Linked DNA regions of Mus musculus: all the other regions are linked to region 2. A link is a contact called in public Hi-C and HiCAR-type data. All regions are on one chromosome and are shown on one strand. Each heading gives the region's core, a stretch centred on a gene start, on an enhancer-like site or on the middle of the called end of the contact. The rest is flanking DNA. Distances are from core to core; before and after follow the strand shown.

Region 1 (4,855 bases), core at 549-3,048, 320 kb after region 2:
TTTTTTAAAAAAGTCCCTGCTCAAAATGTGTATTTCAGATTGCCCAAAGAAGAAATTTTAATCCTATTCCCTGACCAAGAATTGTGAATTATTCATGAGGGGTTTGCTTCCTTACACGAGGAAGTTCATACCCAGAAGGGCAGTGGTTTCTTGCAGAGACGGTCTCCTGACTCTCCTGCCCTCTAGTGGTGAAATGCTGGTATGCCTATTTGAACGCCTGCTGCTTCACAGGGCTTTGTGGCCTCTGCCTCTCCTTCTCTATAACTGCAGGAAGTGAAATAATTGAAGATTCCAAGCATGGAGGTCCAGACCAACCCTAAGTCTAAAAGGCAGACTAAGAGTGTGGAAGTCCAGCACTGAGGTGTAAATGGTGTGTTGAGCCTCTGCTGCCTTCTGCTACTTTATGAGACTCTGGGAGTGAGCTGGGAAAATCTGGCTTGGGACCTGGAGGGTTAAATTTGCCCACACTTCAGTTTTGTTCATTTTATGAAACAAGTATTTCTGGAGTGCCTAGATGTCAGGCAGTGTGCAGGAAGCAGGGCTGTGGAGTCAAACCTGGGTCTGTACCAAAGGCAAACAGAACTCATGATTAGGCTTGAAAAATGTTAGAGCTATAAAGGATCTCTGAAAATAATGCTCTTCTAGTTGAGCTATGATTTCCAGGCCATGTACTTAATTTATAAGTTAACCATTTTATGGTTTTAGCATCTTTTTGATAAATGGCCATTGGGCTTCTTGTCAATGATCAATCAAAACTGCATACATTATGAAGTATGCTGTGTGAATGTCTGGAGGCATTCCTGACTTATGCATGGGGAGACACTGCAGATGTTAAATTTTCCCCCTTTTCCTGGAACTGGAGATGCTGAGTTGCTGATGTTGAGGGAACCAACAAAAACCCATCAGAACCATGAAGTTTTGGGGGAGGAATAAATAGGCCTATCTGTGATGAGACTTACCACACTAAATGGCTCAAAATTCACATGGCAGACTGCATAGATGGCTCATACTGAAAATTCCCCACTATAAGTCCCTGCTATAAGCATAAAGACCTAAGTTTGGCTGCCCATCACCCATGTGCAAACCTGGGTTGGTACCATGTATGCCCATATTCTCAGTGCTCCAGGCAGAGACAAGGGTTCACAGTGTTCACAGGGCAGGCAGGGTTTTTATATTGATTGATGAACCTTTCAGGTCATCCTTCCCATCACATCCCTGTTAGGTTCATTCTCTCTCTCTTTCTTTCTTTCTTTCTTTCTTTCTTTCTTTCTTTCTTTCTTTCTTTCTTTCAAGATTTATTTATTTTACTTGTATGAGTACACTGTAGCTGTCTTCAGACACACCACAAGAGGGCATCAGGTCCCATTACAGATGGTTGTGAGCCACCATGTGGTTGCTGGGCATTGAACTCAGGACCTCTGGAAGAGCACTCAGTGCTCTTAACCACTGAGCCATCTCTCCACCCCCCTGTTGGGTTCTTGCAGTTGCTCAGGATAGCGTTGCCAATTATTAAGTAAATATGGGAAAGCATAAATCTAATCCTTCCCTTCATTCCTTGTAAGTTTCCCCCTTGGTGTACCAGGTAGCACTGAGGTGACTACATCCCATTCTAAACTTGTCCCAAGCCAGTGCCATCAAGGTTTTTACAACCTGTTGTCAGCGAGTAATGTGTTTATCTGATTGCCAGGCTTCCTGCCCTCCCCTCCCCCATCTCTCAATTGTTTAGCTTTCTCTGGCTAATTCTCTGTGTGTGCTCAGGGTCAACTTAATTAGATTTTTGACCTCAACGGAGAAAAGAAATACCTTGGTTACAAAGGCCCATTGTTTGGGCTTTGAAAAGATTGCTAATGGGATAAAGGTGAGAAGCTCCAGCCTTAGTTAGCAGACTTAAGACACTTCAGACTAAGTTTCTAAGAAGTCCTACAGCCCTAACAGGCCTTACTTCCATAACGAAGCTAAGCACGCCTCACCCGGATCTATTCTGGGTGTTCCTCTTCCGCTTAGATTACCAAGGTCACTGCATTTTGTTTTCCAGAGCACTTCAGACGTTGAAGGGAGCCAATGTTGACTCCCAGTGCAGTAGAGAAGAGCTACCCACATCGCTGTATAGAAGCCATCTTGCTGTACTGTCCGGTCATGTTCCTATCACTTTGACCCAATAGCTTTCACCACATGTTGACATCTTTTCTAAGGATCATGACCAGTCCTTGGATGGTCTTGTTCTTTTCTTATGGCCGTGACTGATATAAGAGTTGTTATTGATCGACTTCATTTCACACACTTCTCCATGGCATCAGGCACAGCTCTCCTTTGCCTCTCACAGTACCCTCTGAGTTGGGTACTGTTGCTATTGTCACTCCAGAGGTAGGAAAATGGGACTATCTAACCCAAGTCTGTACTTATGGAAGCGGTGGCACAAGGGCTCAGGAGTGACCCGTCTTTGCAGTTGTTGACTTTTGGAGAAACATTAGTAGCTCATGATGGCTGGACGTCTGTTGCTCCTTAGCATTCACAGTAAGCTGCACTTATAATCTGTAGCTATTTCCAGACTGTCTCAAACTGCCAGCTCCCAATAATGACACAGAGTCTATTATTATTTGTTGTAGCTCAGGCACTGTCTTAGGCTATTTCCCAACTAGCTCTTATAACTTAATAACCCCGTCTATACTAGTCCACATTTGTCATGTGGCCTGTTACCTCTCACTGTCCCAGTATGTCCATCTTCTTCCATGTTTGGCTGCTGATTGTCCCGTACCTGATTCTTTCCCAGAGTTTCTGTCTCTGCCCAGAAGACCCGCCTCCCTTTCCTGTCCTGCTATTGGCCAACAGTTCTTTTTAAAGTCAAACCGAGAATGCCTTAGACAGGTGAGAAAGGATAGAGACATATCACACAGTGTACAAAAAGATTACCCCAACATTTAGAGCCTCAAGATTCAGTTTAATCTAACTATTTACTTCAAAGAGTCGAAATCAGTGTCACAGAGGTGTCTCTACAAGACACAGAATCAGCCTCCATGCCCATCAACAGAGGAGCTGATAAAGAAAATATGGTGTAAGTTCACAGTGAAGAATGTAGTTTCCCCTCCCCCAGCCTGAAACCTGCTTGCTCAGAGATATGGCATTGACTATTAATATACAAATTAAGGTTTGATTGTTCAGCATTTTAAAACACCATCTACAGCACACAACTAGATCATCTGTGCTGGAACAGGGGAAACTGTGTCTTAAGACTCCGCCCCACAGAAGCCAGTTGGGCCCACATGGGCCAACGATTGCCTGGGAGGATGAGAAAAATGACTTTACAATAACGTTTTTTCTGGCCAAAGAATTGTTTTGGGCACAACCAATTTTTAATTACCAATTAATAACAATTATAAAAGCTTTATTTTTTGTAGAAACTTTTGTAGTAAACTAAAACCCTAAGTAATAAAAGGATATTGTCTCTGAATCTTTTGGGTGAGAGCAAGGATTTAAGGTAAACTTTAAGAAGCATTAGTTAATAAAATACTTTTCACTTAGGAAACAATATACACTGAAAGATTAAAACTCTTGGCTTCTTGTATAGAAGCAGAAACAATAAAAATTTTCTTACATAATGTAAAGTTACATTAGCCATACTTAGAGGCAAAATTTTCTAGTGATTACAGTTTACTAGAATCAAAACTCTTTGAATTTAAGTCTTATTTTAAACATCTGAATAGATCTGTAACACTGTTAAAAAGAATTTCTCTTGAACACAGGGAAAAATTTTTTTCAGGCACTGTTTGCAAAACAAAAGAAAGGCCACAAGCCGCTCTGGGGCTGCCCAGAGCCCTGCATTGACTCAAACGTGAAATACTTTTTAATCTGAGCATCTTGGCCCTCCTGTAATAAGGACCGATTTTAGAGAAACAATATAACTGTCTACGCCTCTAAATTATGATACTCTTTCTTAAGATGACTTACAGTTAAAACGTTCTTCACAACTTTAGTGTTGTGAAAAAATTGCCTGTACTACAGTTTCCTGCCAGGCAGTAACTATAACCAAACTGTTTGTCTAATTTATTTACAGAGACAAACATAACTAGATAACTCTGTCACAGTTTTGTATGAAGTGAGCTGTATGAGCGCTCTTATAAGATGATTACTCTTGTAATTATCTTAATTACAGTATACAGGTGAATTAAAGATCTTAAATTTGAAATCAAACTGCAAGCTGCAGTCAATGGAACAATAGCAGCTTTAACCACAATTTTTAAGTTTTTTGTGCAAGGTTAGGATAATACCTATAACCTTGGGAAAGCAAAACCCAAGTTTAAAACAATTTATTATCTTTAAAATCAATATTAGAAGCATTACTATCATATTATGAAGTTTGGATGTCAATTAATACCTATGAATACCTATTAAAGCAAGCTTTAATGCTTTAATAAAGAGACATTGCTTTAAATCTTATTTTAAATTTTACTATTTAGGATACGAACCACATTAATTATTACCTAAACTAGAAATATCTTTAGAGACCCAGCCTCTTGGGCTGCCTTATGCCATGTGTCGGAAGGACTCTAAACTTGAGTTATCAAATTTAACACTAACCATCTGTAGCAATGTAACAATTATTAATCTTAACCAACAACTTATGAGCTGATTGTGAAAACACTTAGAGCACATTACCAATAAAAAAGAACCAAATGAAGCAGTTACATTTAGACCAATCAGAGAATAATAATTTTTGTAGCTACAATCATAAAATAAAAAACACTTTACCATTGTCAAACACATTAATCATGAACCATTTATTAGCTTTTTTACTCCGAAACTTAGAGGCTGTGCACTCGCCTTTATTTCCTAAAACGAACAGTTTTTCCAGCAGGGG
Region 2 (4,368 bases), core at 1,024-3,523:
TTTGAGTTCTTTTGTGATTGGGTAACCTCACTCAGGATAATGCCCTCCAGGTCCAACCATTTGCCTAGGAATTTCATAAATTCATTCTTTTTAATAGCTGAGTAGTACTCCATTGTGTAAATGTAGCACATTTTTTGTATCCATTCCTCTGTTGAGGGGCATCTGGATTCTTTCCAGCTTCTGGCTATTATAAATAAGGCTGCTATGAACATAGTAGAGCATGTTTCTTTCTTACTAGTTGGAACATCTTCTGGAGATGGTATCTGAGGAACCTCCAGACTGGTTTCCAGAGTGGTTGCACAAGCATGCAATCCCACCAACAATGGAGGAGTGTTTCTCTTTCTCCACATCCTCGCCAGCATCTGCTGTCACCTGAATTTTTGATCTTAGCCATTCTGACTGGTGTGAGGTGGAATCTCAGGGTTGTTTTGATTTGCATTTCCCTGATGATTAAGGATGCTGAACATTTTTTTCAGGTGTTTCTCAGCCATTCGGTATTCCTCAGGTGAGAATTCTTTGTTTAGCTCTGAGCCCCATTTTTTTAATGGGGTTATTTGGTTTTCTGGAGTCCACCTTCTTGAGCTCTTTATATATATTGGATATTAGTCCTCTATCTGATTTAGGATAGGTAAAGATCCTTTCCCAATCTGTTGGTGGCCCTTTTGTCTTATTGACGGTGTCTTTTGCCTTATAGAAGCTTTGCAGTTTCATGAGGTCCCATTTGTCAATTCTCAATCTTACAGCACAAGCCGTTGCTATTCTATTCAGGAATTTTTCCCCCATTTGGCCTTTCTTTTGCTGTATTAATACAAAAGCACTTTAAAAGATTTTTTTAAAGTGATGATTATAATTTCTTTCTTTTCTCTCTCTCTCTCTCTCTCTCTCTCTCTCTCTCTCTCTCTCTCTTTCTGGTTTTTCAAGGCAGGGTTTCTCTGTATAGCCCTGGCTGTCCTGGAACTCACTTTGTAGACCAGGCTGGCCTCAACCTCAGAAATCCGCCTGCCTCTGCCTCCGAGTGCTGGGATTACAGGCATGTGCCACCAAGCTCGGCTGTTTCCTGTGTTTCTTAAGACTCAGTTTGCATCTGATCAGATGGCAATATTAGAGAGAGTCCCACAGACTTTGGAGAAGAGTATGTCTTCCACAGTGTTTGGCTGGAATGTTCCATAAGTGGCTGTAAAGGCTGCTTGATCTATGGTGTCCTTTAACTCAGAAGTTGTTCTCCTTATATCTTATTGAGCTGAACTCAGAAATCTGCCTGCCTCTGCCTCCAAAGTGCTGGGATTAAAGGCATGCACCACCATGCCCAGCTGATTATAATTTCTTACTCACATATCTTAGACTATATCTAACGGCCAGGAGAAGCTAACTTAGAGATACTTGGCTTCATCTACAGACATTCTTTTTTTTTTCCCTTCTTGCAAAATATTTGCATGCCAGTTGGAACCAAAGTTTTTATTATTTATTTTTTTTAGCTATTTATTTTATTGTGTTAGTGATTCCATACTGGCTATAATTTCCCAAACTAAAAACAAACTGGAGGAAGAAAACTCAGTTAAAGGCAGCATCACATATAGATGTAAATGCCATAAGCTGAATGGAAGCCTGACTGAATGACAATTTCCAAACACACTGTTAGTCCCTAAAAAGGTGCTGGCTGTTGTGACTTCTGCTCAGTGAGCTGCTATGGCAGCGGGGCACCAAAGCAAATAACTCCATTCCTCATTTCTCATGGTGGAATTTTCAGCTTTCTTTGTTGTATACCAGTCCATGGCCTACTTGAACCGGGAACACCTGGGAGGCAGGCTGGGGCTGAAAAAGACTTAGATGGTGAGAGATTAATGGAGACCAAGACACAATTCTGTTCAAGGCCCACCAGTTTACTAAGAGAGTATGCTTATAAGGGGGAAGGCCCATTCCCCACCAGTCCGTTCTTGGTGTCTGGAGCCAGCCTGTAGGTGATGTGCACAACAGGATGTTCCTCTGGAATATCTCAAGGGCCTCTCAGCAGGTAGCAGTGTCTTGGAGAGAGCAGTGGCAGGTGATAGAACAAAAGAGCCATCTAGGTCCGAAGGCTCCACCCTAGGTAATCTCCTTCTTAGTGGCAGCAAGGTCAAAGTCTGGATCAGCCTGCTTCAGGCTAGGGGAGTCTACAATTCCTCCGTGATTATATAATAAAAATAGCTGGGCTGAGGCATAAAATTTCTGCCACTGGAGCTTGCAGGAGGCGAGGCTGGACTCTTGCTGAAATCAGAGTGTGAGGCCTTGACTGACCTGCTTGGAAAACAAAGCCAAGACAGTAAAAAGCAACACGATAAAAGCTTCTTTGTTGAAGCCCAGGTACTTTATTCAGTTGCAAATTAGCAATGATCAAGCTCAGGCTCTGGCCTCCTGTTGTGGGGGAGCTGGCTTTGAGAATTAGCAGAAAGGCTCCAAATTAACTTTGCTAGGTAATTAAGATTTTTAGCTATCTTCAATAGGAATCTCTAATATTGGAATTATTACTAGACCAGTCCAATATTGAGTTAGAAGAACTGGTCACATTGAAAGAAAGAGAAGAATCATTATAACTCTTTCTTATGACTAATCTTTCTAAGTCAGATTCCACGGTCTTTAACGTTCTATGTCCCATAAGATTAAAAAGCTTGAAGCAAGGCACCTTAGCTTGTCCAATCTGGTACAGAGGCAAGCAAAGGTGTGTCAAAACATATACCAAATTCAGCTTTCTTGTCACCATCATCAGGGCACTCAGAGAACTCACAGGTCAGCTTGTCACACGAATCCTTCTGACAGTTGTCATGCTTCTATAGCATTCTGTGGAGAGAACCTAAGCTTTCCCCTTTCCCCAATAGGGTAGCTGTTTAGGATCAAGCCATATGCCAATAAGTAGATCCTTTTCATCTCACCCAGACATGATTATATCTAGTTTTAAGATACTATAAGACATTTATTAAGTTCTTTGATATCCAAATTTCAAAATTCTTAAAATAAAAATATGATTTAAATAATGTACACGGGGATATAATTCCTCCCCTTCTTTGTTTTTTTAAGAAGCTATAGTTTAATACTTTGTCTTTGAGAATTATTAAATTGTTGGCAAAACATCTCAAATACTTGACTGTTATAGTCAGTTTTAATATAACATGGGCAGTGACTAATTACACTTTTCAGTTCTCTTGAAGAGCGGTTGTTACTAGAAAGCTTGAAAAGTTATTAATAGTCACATGTGCATAATTTATTTATTTATTAATCAGAAATAAGAGCATTCATTTGCAGCAATTGATTAAGTAAAGGTCCTCAAGAATTAACACCATTATGTGGAAACAGGTAGAATCTGAGGACACCAAGAACAAATTTTTTTCACATGTACATTCAAAAAAATTTATCAACCTATCTTGAGGATAATGATTATCTATAGTTCCTATAAATCCTATTTGAGCAAGCAACCAATCCGTACTGTTCTTCTTCAGCCAAGTATCTTGTTCTGCGCTGTAAGGCTGAACAATGATATCTGGGTCTTTGCCAAAATAAGTTAGTGCCTGTCTCCTTCCAAGGATGATCATCTGAGCTACTGCTTCATGATATGGCAGGTTAATACGTTTAGGAGAAATCCTCAAATGTATCCACATTAGAGGAGCCTTTTGTCACAACAATCCTGTAGATATATGAATCGTATTAAAAATTAACAGATGTAAAGGCAAAGAGTAATCTATATAAGTGACAAATTGTTCTTCAATGGCTCTTTCCACTAGTTGCAAGGCCAGCAATCCTTCTAAGGTTAAAGATCGAGGGGAGGTAGGATCAGAACTCCCTTTAAGAATATCAAATAAAGGTTTCAGTTCCCCTGTAGTAAGCTTTAAATAGGGGTGAAGCCAATTAATATCACCTAGCAATTTTTGGAAATCATTTAAAGCTTTTAAGTTGTCCCTGCAAATAACTATCTTCTGGGGAAAAACAGCTTGATTTGTAAGTCTAAAACCCAAATAATTATAAGGATCCTGAGTTTGTATCTTCTCAGGAGCTATCTGTAATCCTTTATCAGCTAAGGCCTTTTGTAAGTCTCTATAACACAAAAGCAAATCCTGGGGGTCTTTTCCAGGTAACCCAGGACAAATTCTTAACTGTCCAAAAACAGTCTTCTTAAAAGAACAGCATTTTTTCTTATGAGTTGTATATGCATAAACAATTGCAAATTTGAGAATTTATAGTATCTGAGGGATGAACAATTTTAAGCAAGTGTAAGCTCTGAGATATATAGATAAATATACAAATTAAAGCTTGATTATTCAACATTTTAAAACACCATCTACAGCACACAATTTAATTATCTGTGCTGAAGCAGGAGGGAACTCAAAAGAATAAGCGTGT
Region 3 (5,112 bases), core at 1,772-4,271, 350 kb after region 2:
ACAGTGATGATACTGTGGCTTGAACGCTTCCTGAACTTTCTGTCCCTAGTGCCTTTCAACTGGGATGACTGTGGATACATGCAATTATAATAAGAGAGGTATATAAATTATATATTTATGGGGCTAAATAATAAAGAAGCTTGTTTATATGTGTGTGTGTGTACTTTGATCATTTATTAAAGATGCAAAAGAATTGCATACTGAGATGAATATGCTTGTTTATCTTTATATAAGGATTTACATCTTGGCTGAATATTTGATACTGTAAGACGCAGGGCTTCTTTAATACTCTTCAGTGTTGATAGCTTGGTTTTATAATTGGGCTGAGAATATCACTCATATAAACACACAACACAAATGTCAAAAGTATGTTTATAGCCATTTCAGAAATTGCAGAAATTCCATCCCAGTTTCAAGCCAATATTTACTGACTGATTTTTTAAATGTATTTCAAGTCAGCATCTCGAACAGCACTTTTTAAAAATCAAACATTCTAAGATAATACATTTTGAAGATGCACTAATTTGATAGTTACACGATGAAGGATAACAGTAAGAAGCTATTTAAAGTTCTTGTTTTCCGTAATTAAACCATTCCTTCTCAATAAGAGCATAAAGCTTTGCATGCATAGAGAAAGCACTGAAATTCAAAACATAGTAATAGAATCCAAGTCTGTGTGTTTGAGGCAGTATTTGCTGGCAAGTTGTGGCATGGTGGCAGATGCCACTGAAGCATGCATGGTGTGTGTTCAGAATCAAGGCTCCTATGAAACAGCATCATGGGGGAGCACTGCCAGAAACAGCTCAGCCTTGTTTCAACCTGCGTTTTGTTTGCTTTGTTTTTAAGATGGAGTCTCATGTAGCCCAGGATGGCCTCACAGTTTTTATGTAGCTGCAGATGGCCTTGAACTCCTACTCCTAAGTGCTGGAATTATAGGCATGCACCACACGCCTGTTTTTACTTGTGTTGTTTGTTTACTTTTTATTTTATGTGTATGTGTGTGTGCCTGAGTCTAGGTACCACTTTCCCCACAGTGTGTGTGTGTCTGGTTCCTGTGGAGATAAAGGGGCGAGAGGAATCCCACTAGAGCCAGAGGTACAAGCATTTGTGAGCAGCCATGTGGGTGCTGGGAATCAAGCCCAGAGCCTTTGTGAGAGAAGCAAATGCTCTTAAGCCCCTAGCTATCTCTTCACTCTTCAGCCCCTGATTGTGTGTATGTGTATATATATATATATATATATATATATATATATATATATATATATATATATATATCATATATATCGATGATCATATATATATATATATGATTTTGAATTAAGGTTTCTTTGCTGCAGGTTTGGAAAGCCTTTACTGTTGCTAGTGCTTTCCCAGTTTCCTCACTTAGCTTTGCAACCCCTGTAGGTGCTCAGTGTGAAGAGCTGTAAGCATTTGGCAGAGTAGGCTTTCAATAATCATTGGGAAAATTTATTTGAGACAGGGCCTCATACAGCCCAGGCTGGGTTTGAAACTCGTGTAGCTAAGGCTGGATACTAACTCCTGATGTTCCTGCCTTCTGACAAGGGCTGGAATACAGGTGTGCATCATTATGTCTGGCTGTTGGTAGAATTTGAATCTGTGTCTTATTCTCTTTGGAGGCCATGGGCTCCTAGTATCATCCTTGGGTTGTTGTCCCCAACATGACCTCCTCTTCTGGCTTTTAAAGGTTTCTTGAAAGCTCTGTGGCGGGGATCCATCTACCTGATTGCCTCCTCTGGCAATGGGTGCCTCCATCTAGTGCTAGCCTACAAAATGACAGATGCTCAGTCTGTGCTCTGAAACAGCCTAGTCAGTTTCTACCTTCATATCTTCTTTCGCTCTTCAAAGCACTGACCTGGCGCTCAAATTATACATTAGTTGTTTGTTGACTGACTCTCTAACCATCAGGTAGATACTCCTATGCAGTCTATCTTGATCAGCACCCCACCACCTCCTATCCCTTTTAGTGTTTGGAGCAGGCCATTATTCAATATTTGTGCAAATGAATAGTTGACTCGGTCAATTAATTTGAATTAATACAACACAGGATGCTTCTCTAGATTACATGGAATGCTCTACCTATTGTATAAAGTCTGTACAAGGGATTGTTTTTATCCTTGACTTCATGTTTTAAGAAACGTATTTATGAATATGAATGTTTGCCTGCATGTATGTCTGTGTAGAGCATGCCTGCCTAGTACCCACAGAGGCCAGAATTGAACAAGGATCCCCTGGAACTGGAGTTATAGAGAATTGTGAGCTGACATTTGAGTGCTGGGAATTGAACTCCTGCTTTGGAGGAGCAGCCAGTGTTCTAAACTAGTGAGCTGTCTCTTCAGCTAACCACTATGAAGAAGTGAAGAGAGCCAGATGGTGGAGGAACCTTTAATACCAGCCCTCAGGAGGCAGGGGCAAGTGGATTGCTGAGACCAGCCTGGTCTACAGAGTTCCAGGACAGACAAGTGTGTGCATACACCACACACACACAGGAGTATGTGGACTACCTAATATATAGTAGGATATATATTTATATATTATATGTTATATATTATATATGTACTTATATATAAATATATATAATCAATAACTTATATGTTGTTGGTTATTTGAGACAAGATTTTGTGCTCTGTTACACAGTAGTCCCAGCTCTTATGGAATTCACTATGTAACCCAGGCTAGCTTTCAACTCCTATAGGAGAGAGCCCCTGGACTCCCTAATCTTGACCATGGGATAAATTCTCAGAAAAGTATAATTCAGTGGTAGAGTACATGTTTAGCATGTGTATGTACAAGACTTTGTGTTTATTTTTCACCCCCCCCCCCAAAATAAAATTAAAAGCAAATAAGATAAAAAATAAAATAAAATAAATATCCCAGGAAGTAACTGCACTACCGCCAGCTCCCAGTAGGTTGTGAAGTGCCCAAATGATGCCAAAGCCCAGATGCCTCTCTGTGTGGTCTGACTCAGCCAGAGTAATCAGAACATGGAGAGTCACAGGCACTACAGTCCAGCAGTTGCTGGTCTGCATAGCTTGCTGTGTGGACGGCTCCTTAGGGATGGCTTGGCTTTCTATAACCCTCTGCCTTTTTGAATTTGCCCTCCCAGATCCCTCTCTACTTTTCTTGTCCAGGATGTAGACACATCACAGCTGGAGTCCCCTGGGTCTCTGAAGAGTAGCTCTTTGGTGATCCTGCCCTCCTCCTGTTCTTCCTCCTTCTCCTCCCTCCCCCTCCTCCCCCCTCCCCCTCAATTGTGCTCCGGGGAGTGTTTAAGGGCTGATTTTCCATTCGAAGCTCTTGTTTGCTCTTTGCCCTGCTGGAAGTGGGCTCCCTGGAAGAGTTTGGGAGGGGCAGGAAGAGGAAACAGGGCTGCCTTTCAGCCTTGCCCAGGCCTTGTCTTTAGGCTACAACTTCTCTACTTTGTTAGACAAGGATTCCCAGAATAGCAAACAGCCAGACACACCCATATTTACATCTTAGCACCAGAGTTCTTTCCAAACAAGAAACAGAACTGCCATTCTGTTTGACAGCTTGAGAGTCCCTGCATGCACTTTTCTTCATACAGATAATGTGAAACTGGCCCACTTGGGTCTGACACCATAACTGTGGAATAGTGGCAAAATGGACCTTTGTCTGTTCCTTCTCTTGTTTATGCATGCCTCTCCTTGGGTTTTATGCTCACCTAAAAGGCTGAATTCTAGCTGGGTGTGGTGGCACACGCCTTTAATCCCAGCACTCGGGAGGCAGAGGCAGGCGGATTTCTGAGTTCGAGGCCTGGTCTACAGAATGAGTTCCAGGACAGCCAAGGCTATACAGAGAAACCCTGTCTGGAAAAAACAAAAAAACAAAAACAAAACAAAACAAAACAAAACAAAAAGGCTGAATTCTCCCCAGGTGACTCAAATGGCCCAAATGTCATTTCTCCTTCAGGTGTGGGGCTGGCAGCTGCCCAGAGCAGAGGAAAGGCCTAATCAACTGTGAAGAGTTTGTGGACAGGACTGGGTTACTGAGGTGCTGGTGCTGGGCTGGGGTGGAGGCAGATGGGACTAATGGAGTGGTGGATGAGCGCAAGCAATAAAGGCGAGCAGACAAAGATGGGCTCTGTGTGCTGGCTGGCCTGTGTCAGTCTCCCTTGTTAACTGCTGGTACCTTTCCATCCCTTTACTGTATGTCACATTCAGTTTTGTTAGACCACTGGAAACATTATTTTAAAATCCACAAGAACATAAACAAAGTAGAAAAACAGCATAAAATTGATGCGACCTTTCCCATGAAAAGCATGAAGGAAGGGTTGAGTTTAAAGTCCGATACATGGGATGACTGAAAGAATAATGAAGACTGTAGATTGACAGTGACATCCAAGACCCTACTTCTAGCGGGTTGCCCAGTTTACTTCAAGGAAGAACATGGGAGACTCCACAGTCCGCAGGTCTGCTTCAGTTATCTTGACCTGCTGTAACAATCCCTGGATGGAGCAGAGTGTGTCTTCCTCTTGCCTGACTGGTTACATGTGACCTTTTGTCCATATATATATAGCTGAAAGTAAATGTGTGTGTTTTATGACCATGTAAAGCAATAGCCTCTCCAGACTGTCAGACTTGCTCATTAATCTAGCTGTCCTGGATAATTTTTACATGGATTATTTTAATGTTGAAAGCAATCTTGAAAAGCCACAGGGTACTTCTATCATGCACATAGCAGTTTTGTCCAATGCAAAACACGTATACAACACACACGCGCACACACACACACACACGTGCACATATATGCACACATATACACGCACACACAAAAGATGAAGCTTTATGTTTTCTTGGCACATATGCTTATTAGCCTGAGATATGATCTGTTCTCAGTATTGTTTTTTGTGGTGCTGCTATGGCTCTGATCCAGAGCTTTGCACATCCTAGGCAAGATGTTGACCTCTAAGCTCTATCCCCAGCCACGTGTTTTGCTCTATGTAATAGACTCTGTGACTCCTGTATTATTAGGGATATTATGGATGATTTAAAAAAGGAAACTGTGATGAGAATTTGAATATTAGAGATTATTACTTAATAAAGATTATTATTACTAAATAAATAACATTATACT

The links. A called contact is a pair of places that touch in the nucleus more often than the background predicts. HiCAR-type assays count read pairs that join an accessible place to other places.
Region 1: a Hi-C map of embryonic stem cells shows a contact between it and region 2, with 2.4 times the contacts expected there. The contact joins two enhancer-like sites. A contact is called at or near these places in 1 of 484 Hi-C or Micro-C datasets (embryonic stem cells) and 1 of 115 datasets of contacts at active chromatin or transcription factors (stem cell-derived neural progenitor cells).
Region 3: a HiCAR-type map of embryonic stem cells shows a contact between it and region 2, with 3 times the contacts expected there. The contact joins two enhancer-like sites. A contact is called at or near these places in 1 of 115 datasets of contacts at active chromatin or transcription factors (embryonic stem cells) and 1 of 9 other capture datasets (pancreatic islet).

The regions. Positions count from the first base shown.
Region 1 is chr2:20,494,688-20,499,542 of GRCm38.p6, forward strand. The region is part of intron 2 of Etl4 (enhancer trap locus 4); the gene reads left to right. Among named protein-coding and RNA genes, the nearest start is that of Gm17171, 160 kb to the left of the region's middle. Within about 2 kb of position 1,799, at least 27 of the 459 cell types and tissues checked have an H3K27ac peak or open chromatin away from gene starts, as enhancers often do. A contact at or near this core is called in embryonic stem cells, where this site is marked.
Region 2 is chr2:20,174,703-20,179,070 of GRCm38.p6, forward strand. It overlaps a transcript of Etl4 not described here. Among named protein-coding and RNA genes, the nearest start is that of Gm23970, 100 kb to the right of the region's middle. Within about 2 kb of position 2,274, at least 5 of the 459 cell types and tissues checked have an H3K27ac peak or open chromatin away from gene starts, as enhancers often do. A contact at or near this core is called in embryonic stem cells, where this site is marked.
Region 3 is chr2:20,523,075-20,528,186 of GRCm38.p6, forward strand. All of the region lies in intron 2 of Etl4 (enhancer trap locus 4), which reads left to right. Among named protein-coding and RNA genes, the nearest start is that of Gm17171, 190 kb to the left of the region's middle. Within about 2 kb of position 3,022, at least 70 of the 459 cell types and tissues checked have an H3K27ac peak or open chromatin away from gene starts, as enhancers often do. A contact at or near this core is called in embryonic stem cells, where this site is marked.